Regions from separate parts of the Sus scrofa genome. Here regions 1 and 2 are each linked to region 3. The links are chromatin contacts, called in public Hi-C and HiChIP or PLAC-seq maps. All regions are on one chromosome and are shown on one strand. Each heading gives the region's core, a stretch centred on a gene start, on an enhancer-like site or on the middle of the called end of the contact. The rest is flanking DNA. Distances are from core to core; before and after follow the strand shown.

The links. A called contact is a pair of places that touch in the nucleus more often than the background predicts. HiChIP or PLAC-seq counts read pairs in DNA pulled down with a chosen protein or histone mark.
Region 1: a Hi-C map of epiblast stem cells shows a contact between it and region 3, with 3 times the contacts expected there. The contact joins the promoter of TCP1 here to the promoter of SOD2 in region 3. A contact is called at or near these places in 6 of 47 Hi-C or Micro-C datasets (alveolar macrophages, blood, embryonic fibroblasts and 3 more) and 1 of 2 datasets of contacts at active chromatin or transcription factors (alveolar macrophages).
Region 2: a contact with region 3 is called in an H3K27ac HiChIP or PLAC-seq map of alveolar macrophages. The contact joins the promoter of ACAT2 here to the promoter of SOD2 in region 3. A contact is called at or near these places in 1 of 5 promoter capture datasets (liver), 3 of 47 Hi-C or Micro-C datasets (embryonic fibroblasts and heart right ventricle) and 2 of 2 datasets of contacts at active chromatin or transcription factors (alveolar macrophages and skeletal muscle).

The regions. Positions count from the first base shown.
Region 1 is chr1:7,587,038-7,591,871 of Sscrofa11.1, forward strand. TCP1 (t-complex 1) reads left to right here and starts at 3,103. Exons shown (of 12, transcript NM_001243427.1): 1 at 3,103-3,351; 2 at 4,510-4,595; 3 at 4,806-4,834. The coding sequence starts at 3,288. It overlaps MRPL18 (39S ribosomal protein L18, mitochondrial), which reads right to left and starts at 3,000. Exons shown (of 4, transcript XM_003121109.4): 1 at 2,875-3,000; 2 at 1,654-1,840. The coding sequence starts at 2,950.
Region 2 is chr1:7,609,333-7,614,224 of Sscrofa11.1, forward strand. It overlaps ACAT2 (acetyl-CoA acetyltransferase, cytosolic), which reads right to left and starts at 3,529. Exons shown (of 9, transcript XM_001928345.4): 1 at 3,368-3,529; 2 at 2,519-2,653. The coding sequence starts at 3,422.
Region 3 is chr1:7,677,944-7,682,428 of Sscrofa11.1, forward strand. It overlaps SOD2 (superoxide dismutase 2), which reads left to right and starts at 1,409. Exons shown (of 5, transcript NM_214127.2): 1 at 1,409-1,750; 2 at 2,105-2,307. The coding sequence starts at 1,728.

The DNA of each region.
Region 1 (4,834 bases), core at 1,853-4,352, 89 kb before region 3:
CAAGTAGCTTTGGCCCATGAGTTTGCTGATCCTTGTCTTAAACCATTTGTACAACAAAGGGGTAAGGCCTCATTATCTCCAGGGTCACTCCTAATTTTATACTGATAACAGTGTGAACAGGAGAGAGAGAAAAAAGAGGGGAGGAGCTCTAATTAACATGATCCAAATATTAAGTGAAAGTAATAGTTTGGGTGTTTCGCAAGAATTCTAGAGCTAAGATTCAGATTATTTCAAAGATAAACTGCCTGCCCCCTTTCTGTGACACCACCACCCCCCAGCCCCGCCCCGCCATATGCACTAAATAAAGTAACACTCTATCACTCCTAGTCTATCTGCCCTACCACGGTGGTGACACGTCTGCTGCTGGGGAAGACATCTACTTTACCTCTGTATCTCCCGCATCTAGCACAATGCCCATGAGTTAATGAAGGCCTAATGTTTGCTGAATGAATCTATCACACAGTTATGACCTCGAACTTGCTTTCATAACTTGATATAGTCTTTAGGAAATAATCTCTTTTCGCAGTTCCCACTGTGGCTCATCGGGTTAAGAACCCAACTAGTATCCATGAGGATGCAGGTTCAATCCCTGGCCTTGCTCAGTGGGTTAAAAATCCAGTGTTGCAGTGAGCTGAGGATAGGCCAGCAGCTGCAGCTCAGACTAAACCCCCAGCCTGGGAACTTCTATATGCCGCAGGTGGGGCCCTAAAAAAAAAAGAAAAAAATTCTTTTTTTTTTTTCCCCAGGACTCCTGGGTTTTACCCTTTTATGTTTGTCTGTTTGTTTTTTTAAGCAACATTCTACTTTTAATGAATCCTTACCAAATAGAGAAGCAGCAGATAAACACCAACATGCTGCAGCATAGTGGTAATAATTTAGTATTCTACCTCTGAGATCAGATAAAGCTGATTGACTTTTGGCTCTGGCACTTACCCTGTCTCCTTAAGCCTCAACTCCCCTGCTCCTATAGAATAGGAAAAATTATTGCATCTGCTTCAAAAATGAGAAAATACATATAAAATACCTACCATAGTTCCTTGCAAATACAAGGTATTCAATAATTAGCCATCTTTATAACAAAGAATAGACAGACTTCTCACTGCTCTTCCTGCTTCTACCACTGCCCCTTTAATTCCATTCCCCTTAAAAGAACCAGAATGATCTTCCATTCAGACTCAAATTTTCAATCCTCTAAATAGTCTCCACTGCAGTAAAAATACGCCTAAAGTGCGTACTTGACTTGCAAAGATAACAATTTGTCTTCTACCTACCTCTCTATTCCACCTTACTCTATCCACTCCTTGGCCTTCTGAGCTCCAAGTACACATGACTTTCAGTTCCTCAAACACACCAAGCTCATGACCACTCTAGGTGTCTCCTCTGCTGGGAGTGTTCTTGGCAGTTTGACCTCTCCCAATTTTCAGAGGGGTGCGAGAACGCGAGCAGTCCCCCACTCTAACATCATCCTCTTTAAATTTTCTCCATGACACCTATTCATTGTTTGTTTGCCCCTCACCCCAGATCCACTACAAGTTGGCTTTCTGAGGGAAGAGTCGCCAGCCATACCTGTCACAGTCCTTAAAAGAACGGGTGAAAGCAATTTGTAGGGCACCTTGCACCGCTCTGTGGTCAATAACTAGCAGACTTAATTACCTGTGCCAGAACTCACGGGACGGCCACACTGTCCCCCAACCCCGCTCTTTTCTGGCTACTGCTAAGAGCTCCAAATTCCGGGGGTTCCGGTTGGTGAACTCTGGGGCAACAGCTTCATTTTCCACAGGGTCCGTTTCAGGGTTCGTCGCTGGCTTACAACTGGTTGAGAGCGCTGCCGCCCGACACCCTAAGAATGGAATCAACCACGATGATCTCACAAAATGATGAATTCGACAACACAGGGATATGATCTAACCTGTCCCCATCCTCTCTCCTCAGTCTTTGAGCGCAAGAAAGGGGACAAAAAGCTGTGTGGACACGGGGTGTGGTCATCACAGCCATTGGTCTGCAACTTTCTACTAGAGCCATCACAATTAACTGGTTTACTTTTCGATGGGGAATGTCGACTACGAAATACGACTTGCATGTGCACACTGGTTGTGCGAACCTGGGGAGAAATCTAAGAGAAGTGGTAAGATGAATTACCCGGGTTCCTGCAAATCGACAACAACGCCCAGAATCGCGACCGAAGCGCCATCGTTGAGGGAATCGCAAACAAAGCCTCGGGCAGACCAGGCCTCTTTCCTCACTGGGGTCCCAGAGGTTCGCTGGGCGCAGCCATGTTTACTTAGGGAAAAGCCTAAGGCTCACGTAAGGTCATCGACGCCTCGACAGGAACCAACAAGCCCCCCGCCGCTGAGTGGTAGAGAGTGCAATCTGTCATCTCCGTTCCTCCAATCAGCGCTTACGCTGGGGGCGCACGCAGGCGTCGGAACCAACCAAACACTTAGCAGCAACAAACTTCCGGGGAGGGCGCGAGCCGTTAAGTAGAGGACGCTTGTTGTCGGCGTCCGGCGTCTCGGGCACGCAAGGCAGCATGTGTTCTCTCTTTGGGCCCTCGGGTTGGAAGGCGTGGATTGACCATTGTCAGGCACCCCTCTCCACACACGTGGGGGAGAAGGGGCAACGCAGGACGCACGCCCTTCTCTTTAAAAAGGGTGGCTGTCGTTTTCCCGTAGGGCCCATGGAAAACCTTGCCCCGTCCCATCCAGATTCGAGCTTTTACTTATGAGTCCGGAAACAAAAAGAGACTCGCTGCGTGCTCTTCGTGCGAGCTCCATTTAAAGGAAAACAAACTATAAACAAAGACTCGGAACCCCAGGTCTACCTCAAACGGCCCCGCCCACCCCGTCCCCCGTCACTCTCCAAGCCCCGCCTTACCTTTTCTAGAAGGCACTAGAAAGTGCAAACGCGCGTGCGCAACCTGTTTCAGAGGAACGCTTGAGCGTAGCACCATCTTCCGCCAGCGGTCCAAGTTCCTGACTTCCGACCTCCTACCTTCGCGCCGTTCTCATTCGCTTTCTAATTGGGCGAACGGCTGGACCCGCCCTCCTTCCGGCTCCTTACTTCCTGCGCGTTCAAGCTTCTCGAACCCTCCGCCCCCACCTTTCTTTCCCGTCCTGCCCCGCGGCCTGGCCGGGGCGTGGGGCGGTGCTGGTGAGCGAGGAGCGGCGTTCCCAGCATCCTCCGCGGCGCCGCTGAGGACCGTTCCACGCCGTTGCCGCCCGGCCGGAGCACCGCGCCGCAGGTTGCCCTCGGTGTGCCCGAAACTCGACGTGTACCCTGCCGCGAGGATGGAGGGGCCTTTGTCCGTGTTCGGGGACCGCAGCACTGGGGAGGCGATCCGCTCCCAGAACGGTAAGGGCGGGCGAGGCCTGTCTGGGGCCCGCAGCGGTGCGCCGGATTCCCCTCGGCCGTCGTCCTTTTGCCTTTTCTCTCCGAAAAGGGGCCCCCGGGAGGCGCCAGCGCGGGATCGCAGCCCCGGCCGGCCTCTCCGCTTCGGGGTGGCGGCGCCCTCTTCCCGGAGGGAAGGAGTTCCCAAGAGCCGGCACGTTTTTAACGGGAACCGCTCGGATGCTGCGGTCGGCCGGGGAGGCCCGGCCCTGGGCCTGAGAAGCACTCCCCGGCCTGGCGAGGGTTCCGCGCACTGACACGTGCGGCCACGCCTTGAGTTCTTGGGGCCGGTGCCCCGCGCGTTTGGGGCGTCCATCCCAACTTCTGGGTCTCATTTTAGCGTTGCTGATCAGAAAAGACAGCCTTAATTGCTGCTCTTATTGGTGAGCGAATGGCCCCACAGTTCAGAAGACAAGCCCGTTGCACACCACCGGTTGTCATCTGGAGTTAGATGCGGTGTCCCCACCTGTCGTTGGTCACATTTGGTAATAGTTGGCTAATGAAATTTGTTGAATGTTAGGGTAAGATTAAAATGAGTTTATCTACTGAACTTCAGCCCGTTAAAGCATTTGTGGTTGAGCCTCTCTTGAGACTGTTTACACTTTGAAGCCCTGCATGCCAGGTTCCAGCCGGTCTCTAGTCGATCTTAGGGTTATTTTGATAGATTCCTACGTGATTTTTGTAGTGGTGGAGTTTGTAGTATAGTCATAACCTCTGGATTTCTGCTTTTTTGAGTCACAGATAAAGGATTATTAATCTCAATAGACCTTTTTTTCTTTAAAAGAGTTGCCAGAACGTGCAGGAAAAGGCTTAAATATATATTTATCTTTTTCTGTTTTGTGTGATGTGACAGAACCTGAAATGACTAGTAGATATATTTTTTTAATTGTATGCAGCAATTAAGTGGATATTCACTTGGCACCTGTTTTGCAGTTGAATTCAAACTGAACTTTACTGGTTACTCTCCCTCCCCATCAGAGACTTTAGCTAATTTCCAAATTTGGACAGATTTGCAGATTTGAGAAATTCAGAGGCTGTTGGATATCCTTTATGTTTTGGGGAGCTGAAATGCTTGTCTCTTGGAATCCCGGGTTTTTCTAATTTCTTTTTTCATTTCTACAGTCATGGCTGCGGCTTCGATTGCTAATATTGTGAAAAGTTCTCTTGGTCCAGTCGGCCTGGATAAAATGTTAGTGGATGATATTGGTGTAAGTACGTCTAAATGTTGTGTTAGTCACTTTAAAGGGAAAAAAAGAGCATTTGTAAATACTTTGCTGTGTAAGTTACTTGTTTTTATTAGAATGGTTTTGGGAAGTCTAGTAAAGGTGAATGTATCGTAATGGGACTGTGCTAACTTAGAGGGTATTCTGTTTCTATAGGTGATTGTGTCATTTTTTCCCTCCCTGGAAATTTCTTAGGATGTAACCATAACTAACGATGGTGCAAC
Region 2 (4,892 bases), core at 2,279-4,778, 66 kb before region 3:
GCTTGAATAAGTACACACTCCCTTATAAACAGAGGGAGAACCTGGGCGTTATTCCTGCTTCTTAGTGGGCTCTTTGCTTCCATGAGCATGGCTTAAGACACCTAGCAGGAGGAGCGCCCTCCGTGGCTCAGCGGTTAATGAACCCAACGAGGATCCATGACGATGCGGAGTCGATCCCTGGCCTCGCTCAGTGGGTTAAGGAACCGGCATTGCCGTGAGCTGTGGTGTAGGTCAGAGACACGGCTTGGTTCCTGCATTGGTGTGGCTGTGGTGTAAGCCAGCAGCTGCAGTTCCAATTCAACCCCTAGCCTCCTGGGAACTTCCATATGCCTTGGGTATGGCCCTAAAAAAGCAGAAAAAAAAAAAAAAAAAAAGACACCTGGGAGGATAAAAGGGTTATTTAAAAAAAGAAACCTGGAGTTCCCGTTGTGGCTCAGTGGTTAACGAATCCGACTAGGAACCATGAGGTTGCGAGTTCGGTCCCTGCCCTTGCTCAGTGGGTTAACGATCCGGCGTGGCCGTGAGCTGTGGTGTAGGCTGCAGACAAGGCTCGGATCCCGTGTTGCTGTGTCTCTGGCATAGGCTGGTGGCTACAGCTTCAATTGGACCCCTAGCCTGGGAACCTCCATATGCCGCGGGAGCGGCCCTAGAAAAGGCAAAAAGACAAAAAAAAAAAAAGACAAAAAAAAAAAGAAACCTCTTGGGAGTTGCCCCTATGGTGTAACAGGATCAGTGGTGTCTTGTGAACGCTGGGACGCAGGTGCCCAGCACAGCAGGTTAAGGATCCAGTGTTGCTGCAGCTGCAGTTTAGGTCACGGCTGTGGCTGGAATGATCCCTAGCACAGGCATTGAATATGCCGTGGGGTGGCCAAAAAAGAAAAAAAAAAAAGAAACCTCTTATGTTCCCATCGAGACTCTGCAGTAGCAAACTTGACTAGTATCCATGAGGGCACAGGTTCGATCCCTGGCCTTGCTCAGTGGGTTAAGGAGTTGGCACTGCCTTGAGCTGTAGTGTAGGTCACAGATGCAGCTTGGATCCTGCGTTGCTGTGGCTGTGAAGTAAGCCGGCAGCTATTGCTTCGATTAGACCCCTAGCCTGGGAACATCCATATGCCACGGGTGTGGCCCTAAAAAGACAAAAAGACCAAAAAAAAAAAAAAAAAAAAAAAAAAAAGAAAGAAAAAAAACAAGAATTATGTGAAGATACCACAGAGGTGAGATGTGAAAGAGGTAACAGAGAAACCAGGGGTGGAGGCCGCTATGCCACTGACGAGGCTGAGCTGAGGGTCTGGGAAGAAGAAAGGCGGAAGTGGCCTAAGAGCAGCCAGCGGGGTGCTACCCATCTATTTAATGCCTTGGAGCAAGTGGCGTGCCTGATTTGTCCACAGGCCAAGTGAAGGAGAATGAGGAAGAGGAACTACAAAACTACGAAGGAGATGCACCGAAAAATGGGCCAGGTCTCAGATCAGGTCAGGACCAAGGTTGGCTGTAAGCATGAACCATTATCCCTATGAATAATTAGAATTTATGCAACCGAGTGTACGAGAAACTAGTTAGGAATAGCTAGGAACTATCAGTGGCCGTAGGTGTATAAGCCCAGCGGGAATCAGAAGTAAGCTGAAGCATTCCAGGTGGTTCACCGGTGCCCGCCCATCCAGGGGTGGTGACTCGCCCTTCCCTGGGAGAACCCACCTTGCCAGCTCAGAAGCGAGCCGTGTGTGGGCGGGGAACCGCCCTGACCTGTTCTGGGGAAGCCCTATTCCCACCACCTTGCACAGCTTTTGCTTGGAACTCAAGAGATTTGTGTTGGGTTGGATTCTGGCCGCACCCATGGCATGCACAGGTTCCCAGGCCAAAACCAAGTCGCAGCGGTGACAAAGCAGAATTCTTGACTCACTGAGCCACCAGGGAACTCCTCAAAGAATTTCAATACATTTTTATTGAATGTGTCCCACTTTAGGGAACTATGAAAGGCCCTGCATATACATTCTCTCATGCTTCAGGCTGATCCTGCTTCTAAAAACTGAAAAAGCAGGAAAAGATGGTGATCCAGGATCGCTCTATTTTTTTCTTTTTAGGGCCACACCCATGGCATATAGAGTTCCCAGGCTAGGGGTCCAGTAGGAGCTGTAGCCACTGGCCTTTGCCACTGCCGCAGCCACAGCCACGCTAGATCTGTACCATGTCTGCGGTCCACCACAGCTCACAGCAACGCTGGATCCTTAACCCTGAGCGAGGCCAGGGACTGAACCTGCGTCCTCATGGATGCTAGTCAGATTCACTTCCACTGAGCCACGACCGGAACCCCTAAGGAAAAGTATATTAAAGACGCTTAGTGTTCTGCTGAGAGAAGCTATTGATGGGGCTTGGCACAGGGACACCACGGAGTATTCTAACAGAGAGAACGCCGTCAGCAAACGTGCACAGACAAGAACTTAAGTTTCTGTGTGTTTGGAGGGGAGGGTTAATGGGCTGTTTCTAATAAACCTGACTTCTGCCTGGGTCACTGTGGAGTTACCTGCTGTCAAAACGTGTCCAAATATGACCTCTGATACCTCCTTGGGATCCACATTGGCCCTCTTCAGGACCTCTCTGATGACAGTCGAGCCCAGGTCATGGACAGGAACGGTGGACAAAGCACCATTGAAGGAGCCTAGAACAGAAGGGAAGGCGAGGGCAATGGGGAGGGCGCCCAGGGCAGCGGGAGCTGGCGGACCGGCGCTTTCCCCCTGCACAGGCGCCCACCGCAGCTCGTCCGGGCACAGAGAGGGGCGTGTGTGACTCGCAGCAGACGCACCCCGGGCAGGTGCCCCCCAGGGCGCGCCGGGAGGCTGCGGACCTGCAGAAAACCTGCCCATCCATTCCCGAAGTCTGAGAGGATGGGCGCAGCCCACGCCTCCCTAACAAAAAGGTTGACACTCTAGCGCATCCGGGACTCTTGAAATCTACACCGACACTGGGCAATTCTCACTAATCCTCCTTTACCTAACGCGACTCCTGCCCAGCGACCCGGCTGGGTCCACCGTCTCCATGCGCCTGTGGCCACAGGGCCGAGGTGGCGCTTCCAGGAGCTGGCCAATGAGGAGCGTCGCGAGAGAGCGACTCTCTTCGCCTCGCAACGGGACAGGCGGAGGGCGCAGTGGTCCCACCCAGGAAGCCAATCAAAGCACTCGGAATAGACAGGCCCTCACCAGGCGAGGAGGGGGGCGGGGAAACCCGACCGGCCGAGGAAGGCGCGAGACGGCGGGTTCCGAGGGTCCCGGAGGGCGAGGGGGGAAGTCCGGGGGGCGGGGAAGGGTGGGGTCCCTGAGATCCGGCCCGGCCGAGCTCTCAGCTCAGACCCCCGCCAGGCTTGCCGATCGCTCACCTATGACGGTCCGCGCCGCCGAGACGATGACCACGGGGTCCGAGCCTGCACTCATCCTTCTGCACAATCGAGCTCCTCCCGAGCTGGTGTGGACTCCACGCCGCGAGCGAGTGAGCAAAGCCCCGCCCTGCGGCTGAGAAGGCAACCCGGGGGGCGGGGCCTCAGACAGCTCTCCGCCCCCTCCTCCGCGGGCGCCAATGCGCAGGCGCGAGGGCGGAGTCGGGCGGGGCTGAGGGGGCCGCGGTCCCAGGACGCGCTGGTGGACCTCGGACACAGGCCTAAGCCCACCGCCAGTGTGGAGTTTAATCTGAGCAGCCCGGCGTTGTCGTTCCTGTCTTGACGTTTTTATTTGGGGGGATAAGGTTGTCTATTTTGAGCTTAGGTGGAGTCCTGCCACCTGCAGGCCTGCGGGCGGTTCTCATGTGCTTTTTGCTCGCTCTCGTGGCTTCCAAAGTTCTTTTGTGTTAATTCACTTAGGGGTTGACTTGGTTCTCTGGACTCCGCGCCCTTCTGTGGGGTTGGCCTTCTTAGCCTGGAAGATGAGCTGTAGCGGTGTGTGAGGAAGTCGCAGTGACTCAGTGTCCCCCAGATAAAGGGGTCCTCTGGTTGACAAGAGGGACAGTCTGGAAGGAGAGGAGCGTTAATAACAGGTTGGATCACTCTTCTGTTTAAAACCTTTTCCAATCTCCTATCCCCTACTGGGCAAGGTTCAAAATCTGTCAGTTTCCTTGGGAACCTCAATGCCTGGCCCCAGTCACTTTCCAGTCTCAGCTCTGGCTATTTCCCGTGGACGCAATCCTCAATGTAGTCTAATCTCCCAGAGCTCCCAGGGAGAGGTCTTGTTTTGTCTTTTTCTTCCGCTCTTTTTTTTTTGTACTTTTGTTTTTTATCGCAGAACCTGTGTCATATGGAAGTTCCCAGGCTAGCAGTCAAATTGGATCTACAGCTGCTAGCCTAGGCCACAGCCATAGCCTCGCCAGATCTGAGCCACATCTGCGACCTACATCACAGCTCCCAAGGCAATGCTGGATCCTTGACCCACTGAGCTAGGCCAGGGATTGAACCTGAGTCCTCATGGATACTAATCGGGTTCTTAACCTGCTCAGCCGCAAGGGGAACTCCAGTCTTTTGTTGTTGTTGTTGTTGTTGTTATTGTTGCTATTTCTTGGGCCGATCTCGCGGCATATGGAGGTTCCCAGGCTAAGGGTCGAATCGGAGCTGTAGCCACCGGCCTATGCCAGGGCCACAGCAACGCGGGATCCGAGCCGCGTCTGCAACCTACACCACAGCTCACGGCAACGCCGGATCGTTAACCCACTGAGCAAGGGCAGGGACCGAACCCGCAACCTCATGGTTCCTAGTCGGATTCGTTAACCACTGCGCCACGACGGGAACTCCGGGAACTCCAGTCTTATTCTCTCTAGCACCTGGGACAGTGTTGGACACACAGTAGGGACTTGCTTAATGCTTATCAAACAGATGTTAATGCATTTTCATGATATTATTCAAAAGCTTTAAGCATCCC
Region 3 (4,485 bases), core at 159-2,658:
TCTCATGCTAGGATTCTTGCAACAGCTTTCTAACTAGCCTGTGCCTCTAATTAAGGTGCAGACTCCCTTGCCTGAAAAACTATTTTCAGTGTGCCTCATTTCAGCTAAAATGCTCCTCAGTTTCCCATTACTAAGCACATGTTTGAGATTTATTTATTATGGCCGCACCTGAGGTATACGGAGGTTCCCAGGCTAGGGGTCGAATGGGAGCTGCAGCTGCCGGCCTACACCACAGCCATAGCAACATTGGATCCAAGCTGCGTCTGTAACCTATGCCATGGCTCATGACAACCCCAGATCCTTAAGCCATTGAGTGAAGCTAGTGATTGAACCTGCCTCTTCGTGGACACTATGCTGGGTTCTTAACCCACTGAGCCACAATGGGAACTCCCTATGTTCGAGTTTTAAGGACATCTGTCACCTGGTCCCAACCTGAAATGCCTCATTCCTCCGATCACATACCCTTACCTTCACCTGACTATCAGCCAACCCCACCTTCTTGCTGTGAAGCCTTGCTCAGTGGTTCCCCTTTGCTGTCCCCTAGTCATGCCAAAGCCTAGTCATCCTTGGGTCATGGGTGGGGTGAGGGTGGAAGAAAGTAACTGACATCCTATTCAGCACTTTTTAATCTGTTTCCTTTTATATTATTCTGTTCAGCGAAGACCCAACTCAGGCCAGTGTAAAGCCTTCCTAACTTCTATTCCTAGCTTCTATACAGGGAGGATTTACACAATGCAGGATTGTTTTTTTAATTGTTGACAAAGCACTTAATACTTGGAGCTCATTAGATATATGACACCTCGCAGGAAAGACTCCTCCGTTGTACTTTTATATTCTCCCAAAGACGCTCAAGACCTCGCTGCTAAGGCTTAATAATCAAGACAGTATGAATTCTGGATTCTAATCCAGACTCTTTCACTTACTAACGGTGTGACCAGGACAACTTGCCTAACTTCATAGAGTTTATTAACAGTTGCCTGGAATCAATGATACCTACCCTAAGGGTGAAATAAATATAATTGTAAACCATGCAGCTCAGTCCCTGCCACATCCTGGGTGCTCAGTAATACTATTATCAGGCCTGGCGGAGGTCCCAAGGTCAGTTTACTCGGAAAGCAAGGTCACTCTGGGCAGTGGTTGGAGGGGCACTGGCCCTACATCTTAGCAGCGCCAGGGCCGGCCTTCCAGGGGGACCTTGCCCTCTGGAGCAGGTCGCGTGACCCAGAGGCTTCCCCCCCACCGCGGTGACAGGGAAGAAACCGGGACGCTAGTGCAGGAGCACAACGCCCTTGCTTGTCCGCGGGCAGAGTCCCCCACCTGCAGGCCCTGCAGGGCCGCGCCTTCGTGCGGAGGAGGGGGAGGCTTAGGGCCATACCATCTCATATGAGGGGGGGACTGCGACCTTCCATTTGGCAACACGCTCGGAAGCCCGGCAAGAAGGGGCACCACGTTCGCGCGGCAGCTGGAAAAAGTGCAGGTGCCCCAGTTCTTGCGTCCCCTGAGCCCAGAACGCGGGTGCGGCGCGGTCGGGCAGAGCCCGGGGCTTCCCCCCCCCCCGCCCCCGGATTGGAAACGGCGGAAACAGGGGGCGGGGCCGAGGCGGGCGTAGGGGGCGGAGCCACGGCGGCGGCTATGTCCTTGTAGCGCGTCTCGGGACACGAGTTCAGCCGGTCGGTCCGAGCAGCCCGGCGGCTGGAATTCTGAGGGTCCAGCGGGCGGCGATCACCATGTTGTGCAGGGCGGCGTGCAGGTGAGCGCCGGGCAGCGGGAGCAGCCGGGACAAGGCCCGCCGAGCCGCCCGCCCGCGCTTCTGCCTCCCCGCTCGCGCCGGCCCCGCGGCGTCCAGAGCACTTTGGGGGCCCAGGCGTTACGGAGACGCTGCGGGCGGCCGGGCCTCAGGGCAGGTGTCCGCTGAGCACGTCCAGGTGCCGCCGAAGCGCTGGACCTCAGCGTTAATTTAATGCTTCCAAGACTGGACGGCTAGCGGGCCAACGATAGGAAGGCCAGGGTGCGCGGGTCCTTCCAGCCGGGTCTGCGGAGACGGGCACGCGGCTGAAAGGGAGCTGCCCGCTCGAGCAGATCCGGCTGTTTGCTTTCTTTCCAGCTCGAGCAGGAATCTGGTGCCGGCTTTGGGGGTCCTGGGTTCCCGGCAGAAGCACACCCTCCCCGACCTGCCGTACGACTATGGCGCCCTGGAGCCGCACATCAACGCCCAGATCATGCAACTGCACCACAGCAAGCACCACGCGGCCTACGTGAACAACCTGAACGTCGTGGAGGAGAAGTACCAGGAGGCGCTGAAAAAGGGTAGGTGCCCAGGGGCCCTGCTTTGAGAAGCTGGCCGCGGGGAAGGGTGGCCGCGAGGCGTGTCTCGGTACGGAGATGCCCCTCGGTTCGTAGAAGCGCTTCACGTGTTTGTGCTTTGACTCAGGGGGTGGAATTCACGTGGGGAACATCGGTTGCCTGGGCAACTGAGACAGGCTCGCGTCGAATTGCTATGATTTGCAATTTGCTGAAAATATAATAGGGAGTATTTTTGACAAAGAGCGCAGGTGACAAAACCAGTAATGCGGAGACTTTTTTGTGCTTTGCGTCAGGGGGTTATGTATGGGGCTACTGGGTTTTAACGTTTCTATACAAAAGAGTATTTCACTTTCTTAGCTAACAGTCGTGGTTTGCACGAGGGAAATAATTGACAGCCCTGTTTCCAGGCTGTATGTATGGCTGAAGCTACGCAGTTACAAGTGTATTTTTTTCTTAAATATGTCTTTATTGAATTTCAGTTCTGTGGAATTCGTCGAGTAAATTTTAGACAGTGACATCTTTAAAAAAATTATTGTCTTGCAGTTTCGTTGATTTACAATGTTACATTAATTGCCGCTCTCCAGCGGAGTGATTCACTTATACACATACATATATTCTTTTTCATATTCTTTTTCATTAAGGTTTATCACAGGATATTGAGTATAGTTCCCGTGCTATGCGGTAGGACCGTGTTGTTTCTCCATCCTGTGTATAAGAGCTTGCACCTGCTGACTCCAAACTCCCAATCCCTCCCTCCCCAACTCCCATCCCCCTTGGCATGTGAGTTTGCGAGTCTGGTTTGTAGATCACTTCTCGGGACGGTGACATCTTGCTGACTGGGGGCATCTAGTGGAAAAATGCAGTATTTCAGCCTGTGCATGACGTAGTTAAGTAAACGAAGAGAAGAGGAAGTTACCATGTTCTGGAAGATTTTCCTGTGACCCTCAGAGGGACCTCAAATTGGGGAAAGGAAGGGTTTGAGTCCGGGAAAAGGCTCTATGATTGAGGAAAAAAACAAACGCGGGAAGAATGTGGTAATAGGGAGGGGATGGGTAAATCCCAGTTGTGAAAGTATTTCCTCCGTGACAGCAGCTGACAGCCCCAAATCTTTCTCTTCAAGAGTTTACAAACAGCTTAATCTCAGCCCTTTTCTTGTGCAATCAAAGCTTCACTTGTTTAATGAAAGCCACTTAAAAAAAGGTTTTACTATGTTTACAAGGTTTTACATTGTACTGTGTTGCCTATTATTATTATTGTAGTTATATTTTCTTTATATGTATATATTTTAATGTAATATTTATTTTATCTATTTTATTATTTTACATTAAGTTATTATTTCTAGAGTTTCCTTTAGAATATATTTAAAAATCATTGAGTTAAATTTTCATGTTTGAAAATTGTGGAAAAAAGAATATAAGGAAAAGAATATTATTAATCTTACCTCATGTGTCATAAAGACTTTTCAAACAAAAATACTTTTATCATATTCAACAGAGGGGAAAAAAAACTGATATGAAACCAAAGAAACTGTTGAGCTTCAGGAAAGTTTTTTTTTTTTTTTTTTTTGCCTGTTTTTTTAGCGCCACCCCTATGGCATATGGAAGTTCCCAGGCTAGGGGTCAAATCAGAGCTGCAGCTGCTGGCCTACACCATGGCCACAGCTTATGGCAACACCAGATGCTTCCCCACTGAGCAAGGCCAGGGACTGAACTTGTATCCTCATGGATACTAGTTGGGTTCATAACCCACTGAACCACAACAGAAACTCCAGAAACGTGTTCTTAAAAGCAGATATTAAACCCCCCAAATTTCTATTAAAATTAAAAAATGATTAAATAAACTTTTAGAGATTGAGATTAAACTAGTTCTCAATAAACATGTTTCTTTCCTATTAGACATATTTAGTTATCGTTGACTTATTAAAAAACAACATAAAGCCAACAGTTATTTTTAGGGTGATTCCTCAAGAAAAATTAATAAGGGAAACACTGATCTGTAAGAAGATTATTTTCTAAACATAGCAAAATTCGACCTCTTATTTATTTATGTATTTTTGGCTGCGGCATGCGGAAGTTCCTGGGCCAGGGATTGAACCCATGTCACGGCAGCGATCTGAAGCACGGCAATGGCAATGCCGGATCCGGATCCTCCTGAACCCACCAGGCGAACTTTGCGGGAAGC